Linked DNA regions of Gossypium hirsutum: region 1 is linked to region 2. Evidence: chromatin contacts called from public Hi-C data. All regions are on one chromosome and are shown on one strand. Each heading gives the region's core, a stretch centred on a gene start, on an enhancer-like site or on the middle of the called end of the contact. The rest is flanking DNA. Distances are from core to core; before and after follow the strand shown.

Evidence for each region. A called contact is a pair of places that touch in the nucleus more often than the background predicts.
Region 1: a contact with region 2 is called in a Hi-C map of callus, with 4 times the contacts expected there. The contact joins the enhancer-like site here to the promoter of LOC107901482 in region 2. A contact is called at or near these places in 9 of 34 Hi-C or Micro-C datasets (callus, leaf and seedling).

What each region holds. Positions count from the first base shown.
Region 1 is chrA11:30,730,912-30,735,968 of Gossypium_hirsutum_v2.1, reverse strand. No RefSeq gene overlaps it. Among protein-coding and RNA genes, the nearest start is that of LOC107960031, 37 kb to the left of the region's middle. Within about 2 kb of position 1,493, at least 5 of the 9 cell types and tissues checked have an H3K27ac peak or open chromatin away from gene starts, as enhancers often do.
Region 2 is chrA11:30,493,713-30,498,700 of Gossypium_hirsutum_v2.1, reverse strand. LOC107901482 reads left to right here and starts at 1,910. Exons shown (of 10, transcript XM_016827514.2): 1 at 1,910-2,011; 2 at 3,035-3,142; 3 at 3,225-3,341; 4 at 3,490-4,014; 5 at 4,097-4,464; 6 at 4,544-4,643; 7 at 4,734-4,793. The coding sequence starts at 3,044.

The sequences.
Region 1 (5,057 bases), core at 244-2,743, 240 kb before region 2:
ACCAACCAAACAAGATTTCCCAAAATTAATGCTTAAACCAGAAAATAACTCAAAACATTGAAGAATATACGTTGAATTTCGAACCACTGCCTCCTCCGCCCTGAGAAATAAAATAGTATCATCTGCAAACTGAAGATGGGAAATCGATTGACTAGGAAGAATGTCCTTAATCCCCTCAATCATCCCCAATTCCTCCGCCTTCTCGAACAACAAGTGCAAAACTTCCATAACCAGAATAAATAAAAAATGGGACAAAGGATCCCTTTGTCGAAGACCTCTATGCAATCTGAACTTATTAGTAACTGCTCCATTAACTAGCACCGCAGCCCTCGCCGAAGACACACACTCCACCATCAGCCCATCCAACGCTCGCCGAAACCCATCTTCAACAAGATTAGTTCCAGAAAATCCCACCTCACACAATCATAAGCTTTAGCAAAATCCAGCTTAAACAACAACTATTCCCCCGCACCACCCTTACACCTAATTGAGTGAATCAACTCATTAGCAATCAAAATGCCATAAAAAATTTTCCTACCCCGAATAAAGGTACACTACGAGTCACTGACCACCTCCACAATGACAACACGTACTCTTCTAGCTAATACCTTAGCGACAATTTTATACAGTGAACTCACCAAACAAATCGGTCTAAATTCTGAAATATCCTGCGGATTATCATTTTTAGGTATCAACGCAATAAAAGACGAATTAATACTCTTTTCCAATTTACCGGAGTTAAAAAACTTAACCATCATCTCAAATAAATCCTCCTTAACAACCTCCCAACATTTTAAAAAAAAACATAAGTTGAATCCGTCCGGGCCCGGTGCTTTGTTTTCATCGCAGCTCCACACCACCTCTTTAATCTCCTTCATTGAGAAGGGTTTCTCCAAACTCGCGATGTCAATATCCCTCAGCCTTTTAAAATTTAACTCCAAATCCAACTCCACTTCCTCGAGTGACAGCTGAAATGATTTCTAAAAAAGTTAAACATTTTCACCTTTAAAGCCTTTGGATCACTAAGCCACTCATTTCCAATTTTCATACCATAGATAGTCTTTCTTTTAGCTTTAAACTTAACTGCTCTTTGGAAAAAAGTTGTGTTTGAATCTCCCACCATCAGCCATGTCATTCTCGATTTTTGCCTCCAAATGGACTCCTTGAATCTACTAAACACTCCCAATTCAAGATACAAAATCTTCAGCTCCTCCAATTCCAACTCAAAAAGATCTCTAACATCGCTACACTCATCTAGGCATCTAATTCTAGCTTCGATTTCATTAAATCTTCTATCCAAGGTATATCTTTCTTCTCTATTCCATTTTCTAAGGACACCTTTGGGTTTCTTCAATTTTTCAGACACCTTACCATTCAAATAACCCATCGAACCCCATTCATTTCTGATAATACTCATATATTCCTTATTTTTAACCCACGCATTAAAAAACTTAAACGGTCTTGGACCCCAATCGGTAGAGCCATGCGATAATAAAATTGGGATGTGATCCGAAACAGAAAGATTTAAACCCTGCTGCTGAAAATCTTCAATCTTTTCTAACCAAACTTCGTCCACCAAAAATCTATCCAGTTGACTCTTCTTATTATCCGGATCATGCCAAGTGAATTTTCTCCCCAACAGAGGCAAATCCACCAAATTACATTTCTTAATAAAGTTCAAAAAATCTTTCGACCCTCTTAATAAACCCACACAATTGCTTCTTTCACTTTTGTTCCTAATTGCATTAAAATCTCCCCCCAGAACCCAAAATTTTATGGACCTCTCTCTGACCTCTAATATTTCCTCCCAAAAAATTTTCTGCTCACTCAACAGATTAGGAGCGTACACATTAATCAAAACCCCTTCCCATCCCTCTACACACCAAATCCCTTCTAACACAATAAATCGATTAGAGCGATATTCCTTTTTCATTATGAAACTCGATTTATCCCATATTGTAATAAGACCTCCCAAACGACCCACTGCAGCAACAAAACGAAAATCAAAATTATCATCTCCCTAAATTCTCCTAGCAAAAACCCCTGACACGTCTACAAGCTTAGTTTCTTGTAAAAAACACACATCCGCTCCCTGCATTTTGACTAATCTGTTAATTGCCTCAACTTTTCCATTAGTACCCAAACCCTTAATATTCCACGATACAATTTTCATAAAACCAATATAAATTCAACCGCACTATTCTTCAGAACAACACAAATTTCAACCTCTAACCCAGATCTCCTTTACTGCTGCGCCTCAAGTCTCATAATCTCCTCAATAACATCTCCTTCATGTCTTTGCACCTTGAGCCCCAATTTCTTCCCTACTTCCCAGGTTTGCCTCGCCTATCTAATGATAACCTTTCTCTTATTGCTCAAATCTGAATCAGACAAAGAAAGATTCACCACTTTATCTTCACTCCCAAACACAACACTGTTTTTATCCTTTTTCCTACTTCGATCTCTTCTTTGAATTTGTTTGGAAGACAGTACCCCCTCTCTCAGTAATCCCATAAGGTCCTATAAAACGAGGACTCAGCTTACCCTTTCTCCCAAATCTGATGACTTTTCTCTACGGGGATACCTTTAAAAACACCTTATCCCTGACTTGAAACTCGATCTCTTTCTGTCCCAAATCCGCGTTGGATTTTTTTCTATCCGAAGTGGCTTTCAAACAGTCGTGAATTACTTTAACTTTCTCTTCGGTATCTTTAACTAAATCAACCCCGTGTGTCTGATTCTCTCTCAGCTCAATTCAATACAAGGGTGTTCAAAACTTGCGTCCATAGAAAGCCTCATAAGGCACCATTTTCAAACTTAATTGACAACTATTGTTGTAGGAAAATTTGACTAGCAGTAAATACTTTTCCCAACTGCCTTGGAACTCGAGAACATAACACCGCAACATGTCTTCTAAGATCTGACTTTTTCTGACTGATAGTTGGTTTGCGGATGAAAAGCCGTGCTAAAATTTAGTTTTGTTCCCAATGCCTCTTGTAACTTTTTCCAAAATCGCAAGGTAAACCTCGAATCTTTATCTAAAATAATCGACAAGGGCACTCTATAAAGTCTCACGATCTTAGAAACATATAGATCGACCAATTTCTCAAGGGAATAGTCAGTACGCACTGGTATAAAATGTGTCGACTTAGTAAGTCTATCAACAACTACTCAAACTGAATCCTTTTTCCTTAGTGTCAAAGGCAACCCTGACACAAAATCCATAGTTACTCGGTCCTACTTCCACTCGGGAACCATCACAGGTTGAAGTAAACCTGAGGGTACTTGGTGTTCTGCCTTCACTTGTTGACAAACTAGACACTTAGAAACAAACTCAGAAATGTCTCTTTTCATCCTCGACCACCAATACATTTTCTTCAAGTCGTTATACATTTTTACACTACCTGGATGGATAGACAAGCAACCACTATGTGCCTCTCACAAAAACCTCTGAATAAGCTCATTATCCTTGGGTACAAAAACTCTGTCTCGGTACATCATACAATCGTTGGTACCAATACTAAACTTTAATTCATTTCTCGTCTCATACTGAGCTATTTTAGCTTGCAGGTCCCTATCGCATTTTTGAGCCTCACAAATCTCTTGAAGGAACGTAGGTCTAGATCTCATATCGGCTAGAACTGAGCTATTATCAATCACAGCCAACTGAGTATTCATAGCCTTCAAGCCGGACAATGATTTCCTACTCAATGCATCGGCTACTACATTAGCCTTTCCGGGGTGATAGTCAATCACCAACTCATAATCCTTTATAAGCTCTAGCCACCTTTGTTGCCGTAGATTCAACTCTTTCTGAGTCATCAAACACTTGAGGCTTTTGTGGTCAGTGAACACTCAGCATCTCTCTCCATACAAATGGTGTCTCTAAATTTTTAATGCGAACACGATGGTTGCTAGCTCTAAATCGTGGGTCGAGTAATTCTTTTCGTGTGCCTTTAACTGTCTCGAGGCATAGGCTATTACCTTGCCTTCTTGCATAAGCACGCATCCTAATCCACTCAAGGAGCCGTCGCTATACACCACAGATTCTTTGCCTGATTCCAATTACACTAAAAGTTGAGCTTCGGTCAACAAAGCCTTTAATTTCTCAAAACTCTGTTGGCACTTCTCTGACCATTCAAACTTGACATCCTTTTGTAACAACCTTATCATCGGAGTGGCTATCATAGAGAATCCATTCACAAATCTTCTGTAATATCTAGCTAGACCCAGAAAGCTTCGAACCTCTGTCACATTCCTCGGTGATTTCCACTCAACGATAGCCGATATCTTACTCGAGCCAACTCTAATCTCGTCATCTGACACAATGTGTCCCAAGAATTTGACCTCTCCTAGCCAAAATTTGCTCTTAGTGAACTTGGCGTGTAACTTCTTATCTCTCAAGGTTTGTAGAACCGTTCTCAAATGCTCCGCGTGCTTGTTTCATCATGCAAATAAATTAATATGTCATCGATAAAAATGACAACGAACTTTTCCAAATAGGGTTGTAAAATGCATTTCATTAAATCCATAAATACTGCAGGGGCATTTGTTAAACCAAAGGGCATGACGAGGAACTCATAATGGTCGTACCTCATCCGAAAAGTAGTCTTCAGTACGTCTTGCTCTTTAAACCTTAACTGGTAGTAGCCTGACCTAAAATTTATCTTCGAAAACACGGTGGCTCTCTTCAACTGATCGAACAAATCATCGATCCTTGGCAAGGGATACTTGTTCTTCACAATCACTTTGTTGAGCTGTCGGTAGTCTATGCACAATCTTATCAATCCATCTTTTTTCTTCACAAATAGCACTTGGGCACCCCACGGAGAAAAACTTGGTCTCGCAAATCCCTTGTTAGTTAACTCTTGTAGTTGAACCTTCAACTCCTTTAACTCCGTAAGAGCCATCCTATAAGGAGCAATCGAGATGGGTGTCATTTCAAGGACTAACTCAATTCCAAATTCAACTTCTCTCACTGTAGGCAGTCCGGGTAATTCCTCTGGTAACACATCTGTAAACTCACATACCACTGGCACTGATTCGATCTTCAATTC
Region 2 (4,988 bases), core at 661-3,160:
ATTCTAACAAATATAATTAAAATAAACCGAAATTATCTAAACAAATAAAACATACGAATCCAAAAATAAAACAGAAACATGCCTGTTTAGTTTCTTTCAAGCAGCCTATAAAATATATAAAAACAAAATTAATCAACATCTCACTAAATAAAAAAAATTGTCAAATAAATCAAAAACAAAAAAAATTACATTCATAACAAATCACAATAAACATTAAACTAAACAAATACTTAACCTAATCATAAATTACTAACAAAATAACTTTAAAATAAATTTAAAAAAACATAAAAATTTACATTCATAACTTAACAAATCACAATAAACATTAAATTAAACAAACAATTTATAATAGTTACTAACAAAATAACTTTAAAATAAATTAAAAGCAACATAAAAATTACAATAAAAACTAAACAGTACTAACAAAATAATTTATAATAATTCATCGTCATAATCCCTTCTATTTAAAAAAAAAAAACAAAAATACCTTATCCTTTTTTCCACCGTTGTTTTCTTTTTTTTTTTAACGTTTCTCTTCTTTTCTACAAGCAGAGGCGAATCTAGAGGGAGGCTGGCAGGGGCCCCGACCTCCCTAAAATAGAAAATTACTATTTAGTCATTTTAGAAATTTTTAAAATTTTAATTTAGTAAAGGTAAAATTGCACTTTGGCCCCCTTAAAATTATAAAAATTTGATTTAATCCTTTAAATATTATAAAGATTTAGACTATTAAAAATTAAAATTTCATTTCGGCCCCCCTAAAAAAAATTTCTGGCTTCGCCCTTGTCTACAAGGTCCCCCTCTTCTTCTCTTTCTTCTGTCTAGTCCCATCATTATATCCAAAAAACATCTAAAGGGTAATATATATAAGGTCCCACAAATCCCTCTCCCTCTTGCTTATCTTTCTTCTTGTGGCCTGAGGATGGCTAGACAGCGCTGACTGATGAAATTGAAGCCTGGCACTAGTGCCGCTTGTTAGGGAGGCATGACTGGTGCCGCCTACCTGCCTGGCACCACCCCTACTGACCTATACTCGTATTTTCGGTCCGTTTTCAAGGCTCGAGCCCGGCTCGGCCCGAAATATGGACCTAAGAATTTGTCCAAGCCCGGCCAGGGGAAAAGATGGTAGGCCCGAGCCCGGCCCGGCCATATTAATTTTTTTTACTTTTTTTTATTAAATAAAAAACTTTAAAATATAATAAATCAAATACATTTAAAAACATAAAAACAAATATTACAACAAAAAACAAATAAAAATGAGACTAAAATAATTCTTAAAATAATACATAAATTAAAATATAATAAAAAGTAATTATATTAAAATTGGAAAATTGAAACAAATTAGAACTAAATTAAGAACCAAATTATATTAATAACAAAAGTTTTACAATATCAAAATAACATTAAAAACAACAAAAGAGTAAAGTAAAAGTACTAAAGTTACTTAAAATTAAAAATAAAAAAATTAATATTAAAATCGGGCTGGGCCGGGCCCGGGCAAAAAAATCTTACCCGAGGCCTGGCCTGTTTTCTAAACAGGCCTCGTTTTTTGTCCAAGCCCATTTTTCGGGCCTATATTTTTACCCAAACTCTCCCATTTTTAGGACGGATCTTCGGGCTGGGCCGGGCCACCCGGCCCATGCACACCTCTAGGCATGACCCATTAAAATATTATTATTTTTACATAAAACGGTTTTCTATTGAAAAAACCTAGGGTGATATAGCATATGCACCACTCTCTACCCTTTAAACGTCCTATTTTTTATATAATTGGACATACATACCGTTTTTGAATTTAATTTTTTATTTTGTAATATTGCTGTAAAAAATTCTATAATTTAAACCTTAACCAAAACTTATATATTTAAACATACATTTTGAATCCAAGAACAAGACTATAAAAGGCAAAAAAAACTATTACTTAGAGGGAAAAAAAGGAAAGAAAATTCAAGTGAGGGTGAAGGACTGAAGCAGGTGAAGAAGCAGTGGGACAAGTGGAGTATTAAGTGCAGTAAGTCAGAGAATTGCTCTTGTCTTGTTTAGTAATAACATGTTTTTTTTTAATTAATTGAAAAATACACATTTTATTAAAAGATATTAGCATTAAGAAAACATTAATACATTGACACAGGTATCGTATTACAGTTTTTGTTTTTGGATTGTCCATCTGTTACGCTATTCTTTGATGCCGCTTCCAAGCTCCAATCCTCGTCCTTTTCTTCTTTCTTCAATGTTTGCTTTTGTTTTCATCCATAAATATTAATTTTTTTTAAAAAAATAAACACTTCGATGTAATTGAAAATCATATACATGCAGGCATTTTTCTGCTATTTTCTAGTCGCTTTACTTTCAAGTTTCCCGCTCTGTAACTTAGAATAAACAAAGGGTATTCAAAGAAATATCCTACCTTTTTTTTTCTCTCTCTCTCATTTCCTTTTTCTTTGAACTTTCAGAGTTTCAATGGTTATCTTCTTTTCTTTTTCATTACCTTTTTTTTTTCTGAAAATATTAGTAACAGTAAGAGTGTAGAGATTGTTGCATTGTTTGATTGTTTTAGTTTTGGATTTTGAATTCTTTTAATCCAAAGAAAGAAAAATGAATACAAGAGTTCGTACAGCTCTTCACTCCATGAAAGCTTCTCCAAATCATGAGAAAAATAAAGTAACTTCACTCTTTTTTCCTTTATATATATTACCCTTTATCTGTTTCTTTTTCAAGATTTGAAGATTGGGTTTTTGTTAATTGGTAATTTGAGTGACCAAAGATTTGTTCTTTTATGCTTAAAAGTTGGAAACTTTGAACAAAAAAATTTGGATTTTATCCCGTTGAAAAATTTGCAATAGGTTTCATTTCAAACTATTTTTGTTGATAAAATTATAAAGCAGAACTTTTTGATCCAAAATCTTAAGTGGGCACTTACACTTGTCTCAAGAAAGGAATAGTGTCTTCTTTAAGTTTCTTTGGTTCAGTTATTTCATTGAATTTTATCATTTTTCCTTTTTAAAATCATTTTTGCCTATCTGATTATACAAAGGAGAAGAAGATGGAGAAGATTAAGGATAGCAGAGCGCTTGGAGCCACCAAAACTGTGACCAATAGGAGAAGATCAAACAGGGAAAGGAAAATGGCCTTATTACAAGATGTACCCACAATTTTTTACCTTTTCTTTTCTTTTTCTATTTTTTTGTAAAATTTTTGATTGTTGTGGTGTTGGTAAATTGAAGGTTGATAAGCTAAAAACGAAGCTTAGACATGAAGAGAATGTTCATAAAGCTTTGGAGAGAGCTTTGACTAGACCTTTAGGAGCTCTTCCTCGCCTTCCTCCTTACTTACCTCCATATGTATGTCTTCTTACTTCATTACCTCATCTCATTCTTTTCCCTTTTTTCAATATGGAACTGCTTGATTCTTTAATGGAATTGTTTGAGGAAGAAACATGTTAAACTTTGTAAAAAAAATTCATGATTTGTGTAAAATTTGGATTTGCAGACACTGGAGCTAGTTGCTGAAGTAGCTGTTTTGGAAGAGGAAGTTGTTAGGCTTGAAGAGCAAGTAGTGAATTTTAGGCAAGGCCTTTATCAAGAAGCTGTCTATGCATCTTCCAAGAGGAATGTGGAGAATTTGAACGAATCCATCCAGCAATCTCCGGTCAGAAGTTCTAAACACCAGCGATCGAGGTCTTTTTCTGTAAACGAGACGAGTTCAATAACGATCATTGCCAGGCTTCAACAGTCTCTTTCTAGAAGTGTTTCAAGCAGAAAGCTATTGCCTCCTGATACCATTTACGATGGATCTGGGAAGTCCGTTAGCAGGCCAACGAATGTGAGACAAGCTTCGACAAAACCAAATTCTGCTTCCGGAGATGTAAGAGGAAAAGAGAATCAATCATTTGGCAATGCTGTGAAGGATAAACAATCTTCTGAAAAGGCAATTTCCAAGGTTGTGACACCGGTAAAGAGACTTCCAACTCCGCATAAATCGGCAGACAAATGTTTGGATCCTTTGAAGTTACAGGTATGTATTGATAATGAATGGTTAAAAGAAGAGTTTTTATCCATATAATGTATAAATTGTGGGTTTTTCTTTGACTGTCCAGCTAGATAGTAGATTAATAGACCAGGAAAGAGCACAAGAAAGCCCTTCTGGGTCTTCAGAGGATAAAGTATCAGAAGCTGATAATACACCAAACCAAATATCTGAAGATATTGTAAGGTGCTTGTCTAGCATTTTCACGAGGTTGAGCACCTCGAAAGGCAAAGCTGTGGAATCCGGGACTTTACCTTCTCGACCATTTGTCAATTCTCATGAAAGGAACAGAGAGTGTGAATGTCAAGACCCTTATGAAATCTGTTCAGATTTGAAAAGTAGAGACATTGGCCCCTATAAGTATCTTTGTGCAATTGAAGCTAATACAATTGATCTGAACCGAAAAACGAACGTTTTGTTTCTGATCCATAGATTGAAGTAAGCTCTTTTGGTTGGTTGGTCTTTTCTTATGCTAGCATTTATATTCAGCTCTATGTCTATGACACTATTGTTTCAGGTTTCTACTAGGGAAGCTAGCCTCTGTTGATTTAGAGGGTCTTAGCCATCAGCAGAAACTTGCATTCTGGATAAACACTTATAATTCCTGTATGATGAATGTAAGATTGTATATCTTGATGTTAATACATTTGATTTTTTTAATATATTCCAAAAGCTAGAGCATAACATTTATGCAATCAATCTGTTAGGCGATTTTGGAGCACGGGACTCCTGAGTCTCCTGAAACAGTGGTGGCACTAATGCAAAAGGTTTGATTCATCATCTTTCTTGTTATTGTTTCTATTTAAAGATTTTCCAAGGATGCTATTATTGGTGTCATTTTATTCATGCTTATCACAAATTTCTGAAATTATTGTAGCTGATAATTAACTGTTAGCGCCTGTTGAAACAATACCCCTCACTGTATCGGACAGTGGTCGCTGTGCTTGAATTGTTGTTGACAT